Regions from separate parts of the Zea mays genome. Here all the other regions are linked to region 2. A link is a contact called in public Hi-C data. All regions are on one chromosome and are shown on one strand. The core of a region is the stretch at or near the end of the contact, and the rest is flanking DNA. Distances in the headings are between cores, read along the strand shown. Region 1 holds the start of LOC100193765. Region 2 holds the start of LOC100283575. Region 3 holds the start of LOC103642551 (type II inositol polyphosphate 5-phosphatase 15).

Evidence for each region. Hi-C and Micro-C count contacts between places; a contact is called where the count stands out from the background.
Region 1: a Hi-C map of endosperm shows a contact between it and region 2, with 2.2 times the contacts expected there. The contact joins the promoter of LOC100193765 here to the promoter of LOC100283575 in region 2. A contact is called at or near these places in 4 of 25 Hi-C or Micro-C datasets (bundle sheath, ear, endosperm and 1 more).
Region 3: a contact with region 2 is called in a Hi-C map of ear, with 3 times the contacts expected there. The contact joins the promoter of LOC103642551 here to the promoter of LOC100283575 in region 2. A contact is called at or near these places in 9 of 25 Hi-C or Micro-C datasets (bundle sheath, ear, endosperm and 2 more) and 2 of 3 datasets of contacts at active chromatin or transcription factors (leaf and seedling).

What each region holds. Positions count from the first base shown.
Region 1 is chr1:196,318,896-196,321,595 of Zm-B73-REFERENCE-NAM-5.0, reverse strand. It overlaps LOC100193765, which reads right to left and starts at 1,384. Exons shown (of 8, transcript NM_001138851.1): 1 at 814-1,384; 2 at 424-690; 3 at 247-312; 4 at 78-146. The coding sequence starts at 1,176. It overlaps LOC103642587 (a long non-coding RNA gene), which reads left to right and starts at 1,887. Exons shown (of 2, transcript XR_004855432.1): 1 at 1,887-2,700.
Region 2 is chr1:195,820,017-195,822,716 of Zm-B73-REFERENCE-NAM-5.0, reverse strand. It overlaps LOC100283575, which reads left to right and starts at 1,336. Exons shown (of 2, transcript NM_001371949.1): 1 at 1,336-1,903; 2 at 2,316-2,700. The coding sequence starts at 1,527.
Region 3 is chr1:196,097,022-196,099,721 of Zm-B73-REFERENCE-NAM-5.0, reverse strand. LOC103642551 (type II inositol polyphosphate 5-phosphatase 15) reads right to left here and starts at 1,285. Exons shown (of 11, transcript XM_035964208.1): 1 at 85-1,285. The coding sequence starts at 919. It also overlaps the pseudogene LOC118473123.

The DNA.
Region 1 (2,700 bases), core at 135-2,634, 500 kb before region 2:
ACGGTGAAGGTGAATGAACCCCATGCCGTTTGCAGCGGATGGTTTGAAGGGGGGGTGTAACGGGCTGTGCTGCTTACCTCGACCTGCCGTTGCAGCGACTGCACGTAGTTTATGATCTCGTCGAGCATCAGCGCCTTGCCGATCACCTGAACAAGCAGCATTTTGGGAAATAAAAAAGAGATGAGTTCCTGGTCTCCCCTCTCCCCTGTTCGTCGTTCAGGAACCGAACCAGCGATGGTTACCTACCTTGTTGCATCCTGGCACCAGGTCCTGAAGGACCTTCATCCTCTGGCTGATCCTCTCCCTTCTCACCTGTTACAATACACGAGACGGTTCAGCGAGACACCGAGATGGAGTTTGACTGGCTGGGTGGGTGGGAGGAGCAGCAGAGCACGTCAGCGAGTGCGATCAGAGCTACCGTACCCTCTCTGCGAGGCTGTGGCTGTCGGTAGCCTGCCCTCTCCTGGCCCGGACATGGACGTAGTCCCTGGGAGGCTCCACCGGCTTGGCATTCTTTCCCTTCACCGGCGGCGGCGGCTTCTGGTTCTGCGCGCCGCCGTCCTCGACGGAGCTGTCGCTGCCGGCCTGCTCCGGCTTGGGCAGCTTCACGGGGCTCCCCTCCTCCCCCTCGCCTCCCTCCGCCTTGCAGCACCTCTTGGCGTCCGGACCCTTCGGCTCCCCTGCCTGTGCCTGGACGGACACGGCACGAGGACGATGTCGGTGGCGCCGCCAAACGCGGGAACGGAGGCGAGGTCCGCGGCAAAAGCAATTCGAGCAGCGGAGTATAGAGACAGAAACAGACACGACACGCACCTGCGCAGATGGCTCCCTGCCTTTGCCCTTGGCCGCCGCCGCCGCGGGCGCCTTCCGCTTCTTGGCATTGGCGTCCTTCATCGCCGACGCCGGGTCCGACACCGACGACGCCTCCCGGGACCCGGCGAACTCGCCGCCGCCGCTCGCGGCGGGCAGCGGCGGGGGCAGCCCGAAGAGGCCCGCGGTGACGGCGAAGCGCTGCCCGCTGAAGCTGGACAGCCGCGCCGCGCGAGCCGCGAACCCCGGGTCGCCGCAGAACCTGTCCAGGCAGTCCTCCTCCTCCTCCCCGCCGAAGTCGAGCCTCGGCGACGAGCTTAGCAGGCTGGCAATGTAGTCGCCGGCGCCGGGTCTGCCCTCTTTCATCGTGGCCGCAACAGAGTGACCGGAGCCGAGGGCCGAGCGGATTTCCTGCGGTTGTTTCTCGGTGGTGGTGGATTTGGGGAAAGGCGCCTCCTTTAGGTGGCGAATCGGGAGCAGAGGGGGAGATTTTATAGCGGGTGCGGTGGGCGTGGATGGATGCTTGCGGGATTGGGCTATGGGCTGGAGGTCAAAGGCGTGGTGGTGAACTCTGAACTGGCGATGCTCCGCTGCAGCTGGAAGTGGAAGCCTTCTTTTGGTTTGGGAGAGAGAGAGAGACTTGGGTTGGGGGAGGAGGCTGCCTTTTTCTGGCTGCGCCATTGGCCACTGCGGTGCCCCTTTTAAGCCCCCTCCTCCCGCCGGCACCCTAACGGGTTCAGTACTTCCTCCGATAACGTAATTTCATTTATTTTATTTTATTTTATTTTTTACGTGCCTAACTTTTTTAGTTGTGACTATCAATATACGGGGAAAAAACATGTAGACGTAATCTCTACTATACTTAAAGCACCAGTTTCAACGGTCGTCGTGCGTCATTTATTTACGAAAACCCCCTCAGATTTTTTTTCAATTAACCCGCACTCACGTTCGCGTCCGCCGACCCTCGCACACACCGCCTCCCGCACGCATCGCAACCTCCACGCAACAAACGCCCCGCCCACTCCGCGTCTCCTCTATCTCCCAACTCCTAAGCCGTCGCATCCCTAGAGCTCCGCGTCCCAAGCCTCGCATGCGCGCCATTCGAGGTAACCAACCCCTTCTCTTCCGTTGTGCTGCAGGTGGAGTACGTGGCGCAGGAAGAGGCGGAGGAGAAGAAGGAAGCGCTCAACCCAAACTCGTGGTCGTCCACCAGCAAGTGCCACCACGTCTGAATCTCCGATTGCCCGCCGCCTTCGCCACGTGATCTCCGATTGCCCGCGCCGTGCTCGACGCCTCCATCCTTGCTCTGTCGTGGGTGGTCGCACCCTGCTCGGCGCGCACGCGGGGTGGCCTTCACCCCACCTTCCTCCGATTTGCACCAGCCGTGGCACTGCCACTGCACCAGCTCCGTTGTTGCCGTACACCATCGACGACGGCGTGGTATCTGCAGTGACCTCCAAGCCCGACCTCCCAAGGTAATGACGGTGTCTCTCCCCACCTGTACCTTGTACGCGCAATGATTGGGTTGGTGGGATGTAATTGTTTTTGTGGAAGGTGGGATTGGATGCCTTTGTTAAATCTATATCTAGAAACTGACCATCGTAATCATTGTGGAGTTGGCATGAATAAGCAAGATGCGAGCATGAAGAACTAAAAGAGGCAGTAGCTAAGATACTATGGCATATGACAAGGAACTATGCTGGTTGCATCTCCCAATGGTTGAACCATGAAGAACAGGTATAGAAATCAGAATCACAACCACAGCTGCTAATTCTATGTGCCAAGTGAACTAAAAAGCAGCTAGCACTCTAAACTCTAACCCATGTAAGAAGACCAATCAGGCTAGGTAGCATTAAAGAAAAATGGGAGAAAATCTTTCTCTTTTTTTAG
Region 2 (2,700 bases), core at 87-2,586:
CCTCCATCCAAACACTAACTAGTACATCATGTATATTATAATTTATTTGCAAATGCATTTGGGATAAAGACGTGCGTCTGTGATGGGCTAAAATCATGTTGTGCCACGGGCTGCCTGGTAGATCTGACCCGTCCATGTCGGTCTCGCCTAGTTGCTTTTCTCAAGTATTCTCCGTACACATAGTTAGTGTGATTATTACTACGAATACTAGTAGGTCCGCAGCCAAAGCATGCTTTGGACATGACGATTTGTTAAGCTAGCTGCCTAGCTAGATAGCTAGTGGCAAAGTCCACTCTGCAGGTCTGTCGGTCCTAGTCGGCCGGCCGGAAAGGAAAGGAAAAAGAAAAGAAAAGCGTCAGACGGTTGTTTCGTCGCTGCTGCTTCGTTAATTTCTGGGTCATTATATTGCCAGTACGGAATGACTTAGCAAATCTCCATTAGTTGTTAAGGCATTCACAATTTTTTTTGTTTGTGTTAATTTGGGAATCTCATTTTTCTAAGGGATTTTCATTTTAACAAAAAAATTAGTTTTATTTTTTTTGGAAAAATTGAAATCCCTTGAAAAATACGGTGTTCCCAAACTAACCCTTAAATTTGATTTTATCCCGCGCGCTAGACTAGGTCGGGGCTGCCAAAATCAGCGGCTACTAAATAAATACAGTCAGTTCGGGTTTGCGGCGGCAGATCTTGTAATCATCCGTTCAGTGTGTCTGGATCATGTAGGAACAACAAACATTAATCAATATTTTACTTTCGTACTGCTGCGGATATATAGGAAAATCAGCCAGGGCTTTTTATTATCCATGCATGAAGTGAAAACGCCGCCGTCACCGTCCTGGCGGGCAAAACCTCGCGGGGAGCGCCTCTCTCTCTCTCTCACTTCGTCCGTCCGTCTCGCCCCAAAGTAGCCAGACCTAGCAGAATCCTGAAAGCGATCGCTCCAGCGCGCGCGTGCCGCCGCCGCCTGTTCCTCATCCTCCTCCGCGGAACAGACGAGGACCGGACCAGCCACGCCACGCCACGAGCGTATACTGTACGTACATCGTTTGCCGAGCATGTGGCACAGGCACCGTACTACTATACGTATATATAGGAAGGAAAATACAGGCCGGCCTGCTGCCGCTGCTGGTTTTCCTTTTCCCTCCTTCCTGGGCCGAGCCCACAGAGCGGGACGCGGGGGGCTAGCGGGCCCACGCGGCAGCGACCGACAGGGACCGGCCACCTCGTCCACCCCACCAGATGCACTGCACCTCTCTCTCTCTCTCCCTCCCGTCGACTATACAATTCCAACTGCGGGGCAGGGGTCCAGCTCCTTATCCTGTCTCCCTCCCACCTTTCCCTTCCTCGCCGCTCTCGCTTGCCCGCGCACCGAGATTTCCTGCCTGCTCGTGCTCGCTCCGCTGCTCTCCTCGACTCCTCCTGCGTGCCTGCCGACCGGTCCGAGGCACGCCGCGGCGGAGGCTCTGCGTCTGCCGGCCGGGTCGTCGGATTCGTCCTTAGGTTGGTTGGTTGGTTGGGTCGCGGGCATGTCCACGGCGGTGGCGCGGCCGGCGCACGGCGGATTCCGGCGGTCGGGGAGCGGCAAGCCGGATCCGGACGAGGCGGACAGGATGATGCGGAGCGCCAACGGGTACTTGGTCCAAGAAGAGGAGGAGGAAGAGCATGGCGATGAGGCGGCGGCGAGGAGAGAGGATGAGGACGAGGAAGACGAGGAGGCGGAGGCGGTGTCGGAGGCCTCGTCGATCGGGGCGGCGTCGTCCGACAGCTCCTCCTCCATCGGGGAGAACTCCGCGTCCGACAAGGAGGAAGAGGAGGAGGAGGATGAGGTTGAGAGTAAGGCGCAGGGGCTTGGCATGATGGGGCTGGCCACGCTCGAATCCTTGGATGATGCCCTGCCCTCCAAGTAAGCTGCTAATCCCCCCTGCTTCTTCTTCTCCTGTGGTTTTGTTGCTTCTATTTCAGTAGAAATTGCTCATGCAAAACCACTGCTGGAGATGACATGTTCTTTGGATAAAAAATCCGATTTTTTTTTGCTGCAAAAAAATGATCTTCTTTATGTCGAGATTATAGAACACTGCTGGTTTAGATCCCATCCCACTAGAGTACTCTAGCCAATAATGAACTCCAAGAGTTGCTCAGAAGAGAACACCGTTCTTTTTCCCCATCCGAGGTACTAGTAGTACCAGCAGAGGAGAGAAATTGTGCCGCCCACGGCACCACCGAATCCAACGCCCATGTTCATGTGGTCAAAAGTTTGCATGCGTGCCGTTTCCTGTTCATCATTGCATAGTGACAGAGAATCTCTTCCACCGCAGGCGGGGCCTGTCCAGCTTCTACGCGGGCAAGTCCAAGTCGTTCACGAGCCTGGCGGAGGCCGCGGCGGCGGCGGCCGCCAGGGAGATCGCCAAGCCGGAGAACCCGTTCAACAAGCGGCGGCGCGTGCTGCAGGCGTGGTCGCGGCGGCGGGCGTCGTGCAGCGCGCTGGCCGCCGCGTACCTGCCGCCGCTGCTGGCCCCGGACCACGCCGTGGTGGAGGAGGACGACGAGGAGGGCGCGGACGACGAGGAGGAGGACGAGGAGGATGAGGAGCATGGTGACGGCGGCGGGCTCAGGGGCAGGAGGAGGCCGCCCACGTTCCCGTCCCCGCGGCTGAGCGTGCACGTCGCCGCCGCCGGCCAGATGGCGCGGAACGGGTCGTTT
Region 3 (2,700 bases), core at 36-2,535, 280 kb before region 2:
ACACTTTCTTGGCACCGAAAAAGTGACATTGCCAGAAGCAGTCCAGTCAGCAGAGCGCAAGATAACGAGATGATCGATTGTTACCGTACGGCGTGACGACGATGGCGAGCACCGGCGTGCGGCTGAACGCCTGCCACGCGAAGGCCTCCTTGAACATGGCCGCGCTGCCGGTGGGGTCTCCTCCGGCGGGCGCGGCGTGGTCCACGCGCCACGCCCTGATCCTGCCCTCCCTGTGTCCCGTCCACACCAGCCCGTTGGCGCTGTCGACCGCGGCGCAGAGCGCGGGCGGGACCGGCACGGAGTCCCTGAAGGGCGCGGCCTCCTCGTCGCCGCGGCGCCGCGGCCCGGCGCCTGGCCACCACCCGCGGAACACCTCGTCGAGGCACCACACCCGGACCCCGGACTCGGCGCCGGCCCACAGCTTCCGCCGCCGCGGGTCGCACACCAGCGTCCGCAGGAAGGCGCCCACCTGCGTCTCCCGCAGCGGGTGGGGACGCACCTCGAGCGGCGGCGGGCGGGCCGGGTGCACCGCCGCGCGGAGCGGCACGCGGAAGATGCCCTCGCCCCCGCCGGCGCCGACGAACTCCGGCAGCGCGTCGCCCGCGCCGTCGTACTGCGACATGGCCCGCTCCAGTGCCGCTGCCACCGCCGAAGGCGGCGTCGGGCCGCCGTCGACCCAGGCGGCGAAGGACGCAGCAGGGGCGAGCGCCGCCTCGCCGTGGCCGTGCCCGTGCCCGTGGCGCTGCGGGAACGACGCGCAGCGCTGCGCCGAGGCGGAGGCGACAGGGCCGTCACCGTAGCTGAGCACGCGCTGCGCGGCGCAGAAGGTGCGTGCGGGCGCGGAGGCAGGCTCCGTGACGCGCGGCAGGTGCAAGTCGGCGGCTTTCCGCTGCGCCGCGGACTCGTCGTCCGGGTCCATGTCCCCGCGATCCGGCTTTGCGATTTTGGAAGCGATGAGAAGGCGGCGAAGGAGGTGGGACTGCAGGAGGATCGGGAGGCGAGCGCTGGAGAGGTGAGAGAAGGTCGGGCGGGGCCGGAACGGAGGCACACCCGTTGCGGGAGCGGAAGGGGCAGGGGAGGGGCCGTGCAGGGAAGGCAACCATGAGAGCGTGGACTGTGGCGTGTGGGTTTATATGGGTGGATGCCTCGTGGACCGGGACCACGGCAGAGGCAGGCCAGGCAAATCAAGGTCCGCGGCCGCCGGCTGGCTCTGCCGTGACAACCAATGTAATCAGAGTTATTAAAACCTGAAGCCGTTTGGAGCTCTCCCCGCGTTTCGCGGTTGCAGTTTTGCATAAAGATCCTCTGTCTTTTCGCGATTTAGCTTGTGCTCCTCCCTCGACTTGGTCTCCGGAATCCAGGTGCAAATCCCTCCCTCCCTCCCAGCCCCCCTCCCCACCTCCCTCTCCACGCGGCGGCTGTCGTCGAAGCCGCCGGGGCCGTCCCTCCCTCCCTCCCAGCCCCCCTCCCCACCTCCCTCTCCGCGCGGCGGCTGCCGTCGAAGCCGCTGGGGCCGTCCACCACCAAACCCTACCCGCTCTTCGCCAACCCTCGCCTCCTGCGTCGCCGCCTAGCGCTCTCCGGCGTTGGCGCCGACCCCAGCCGCCGCGGGTGAGGGCCCCTCCGCCTCCTCCACCGAGGACCCGGTCCTCGTCCGCGTCGCCGCAGCCGCCGCCGAGTCCAAGCTCGTCTCCTACGGGGATGCGACCGCCGAGTCCAAGCTCGTCTCCTACACGTACGAACCTTATCCTGTGACCTGTCACACGCGCCCTTCCCATTCCCGTGGTCTCATTGCTTCGACCGCGTTCGTTCGCAGGAAGCTGGGTCCTCTGGCCAGCGGGGACGTGTTCTGCCTTCTGCTGTTCTCTGCGATTGGAAGGTTCAGCCATGGCCTGCCCGTCCTCGACGCCGAGACGTTCAAGACGGCCGACCCCTTCATTGCTGGTTAGGGAATCGGAAATAGAGCCTTTTTAGGGTTGTTGCTCATCTGACGCGCGAATAGATGGTTTGCTCATGGATTTGGGTCTTCTACAGGGTGGTTGCTGAGCGCCTATCTTCTTGGCGGATTTGGCGATGATGCCAAAGGGCGCAATGGCGTCGGAAGCGTGATTATCACCGTAGCTAAATCATGGGCTGTTGGGATACCGGTAACTTTCAATTCTTTAATTCTACTGTTTCAAGAATGAGCCAGGTTGAAATGTTATCTTGGTTCTTGTTGTTTTTTTACCCAAGGTCAATAACGTTTTTGTAAGCTTATGCCTTCTGATTTTTAACCCATCTAACACCATCTTCTGTTTTTTTGCCGACCGTGCTTGCACACAACACCATCTTCTATTATCCATCATTGTTGTCTATTGCTTGCATGAGTGCATCTGCCTTCCCCTTGTACAATATATAACTTTTTTTATCAAATACATCACAAACTGCATTTATTTCTGTGTCTCATCTATTCATGCAATTATTTGTTCTATGTATTTGTCACGTCCCGTGGCCGCCGTCGACGAGGAACGGGGCGTGAGACTCCGACAAACTCGCACGTTCTCTTGTCAATTTTATTCATCACACCAACAGGAGCTTCATTGCCCCCTAACACTTTCTCCTGTTGAGGACGATTGCTGCAAATTTGGCGGTCTGGATGTCTGAAAATGACCATAAACAGACGATTCCTTAGAGTTCGTTTCAGAATTTACAGTTGAACAT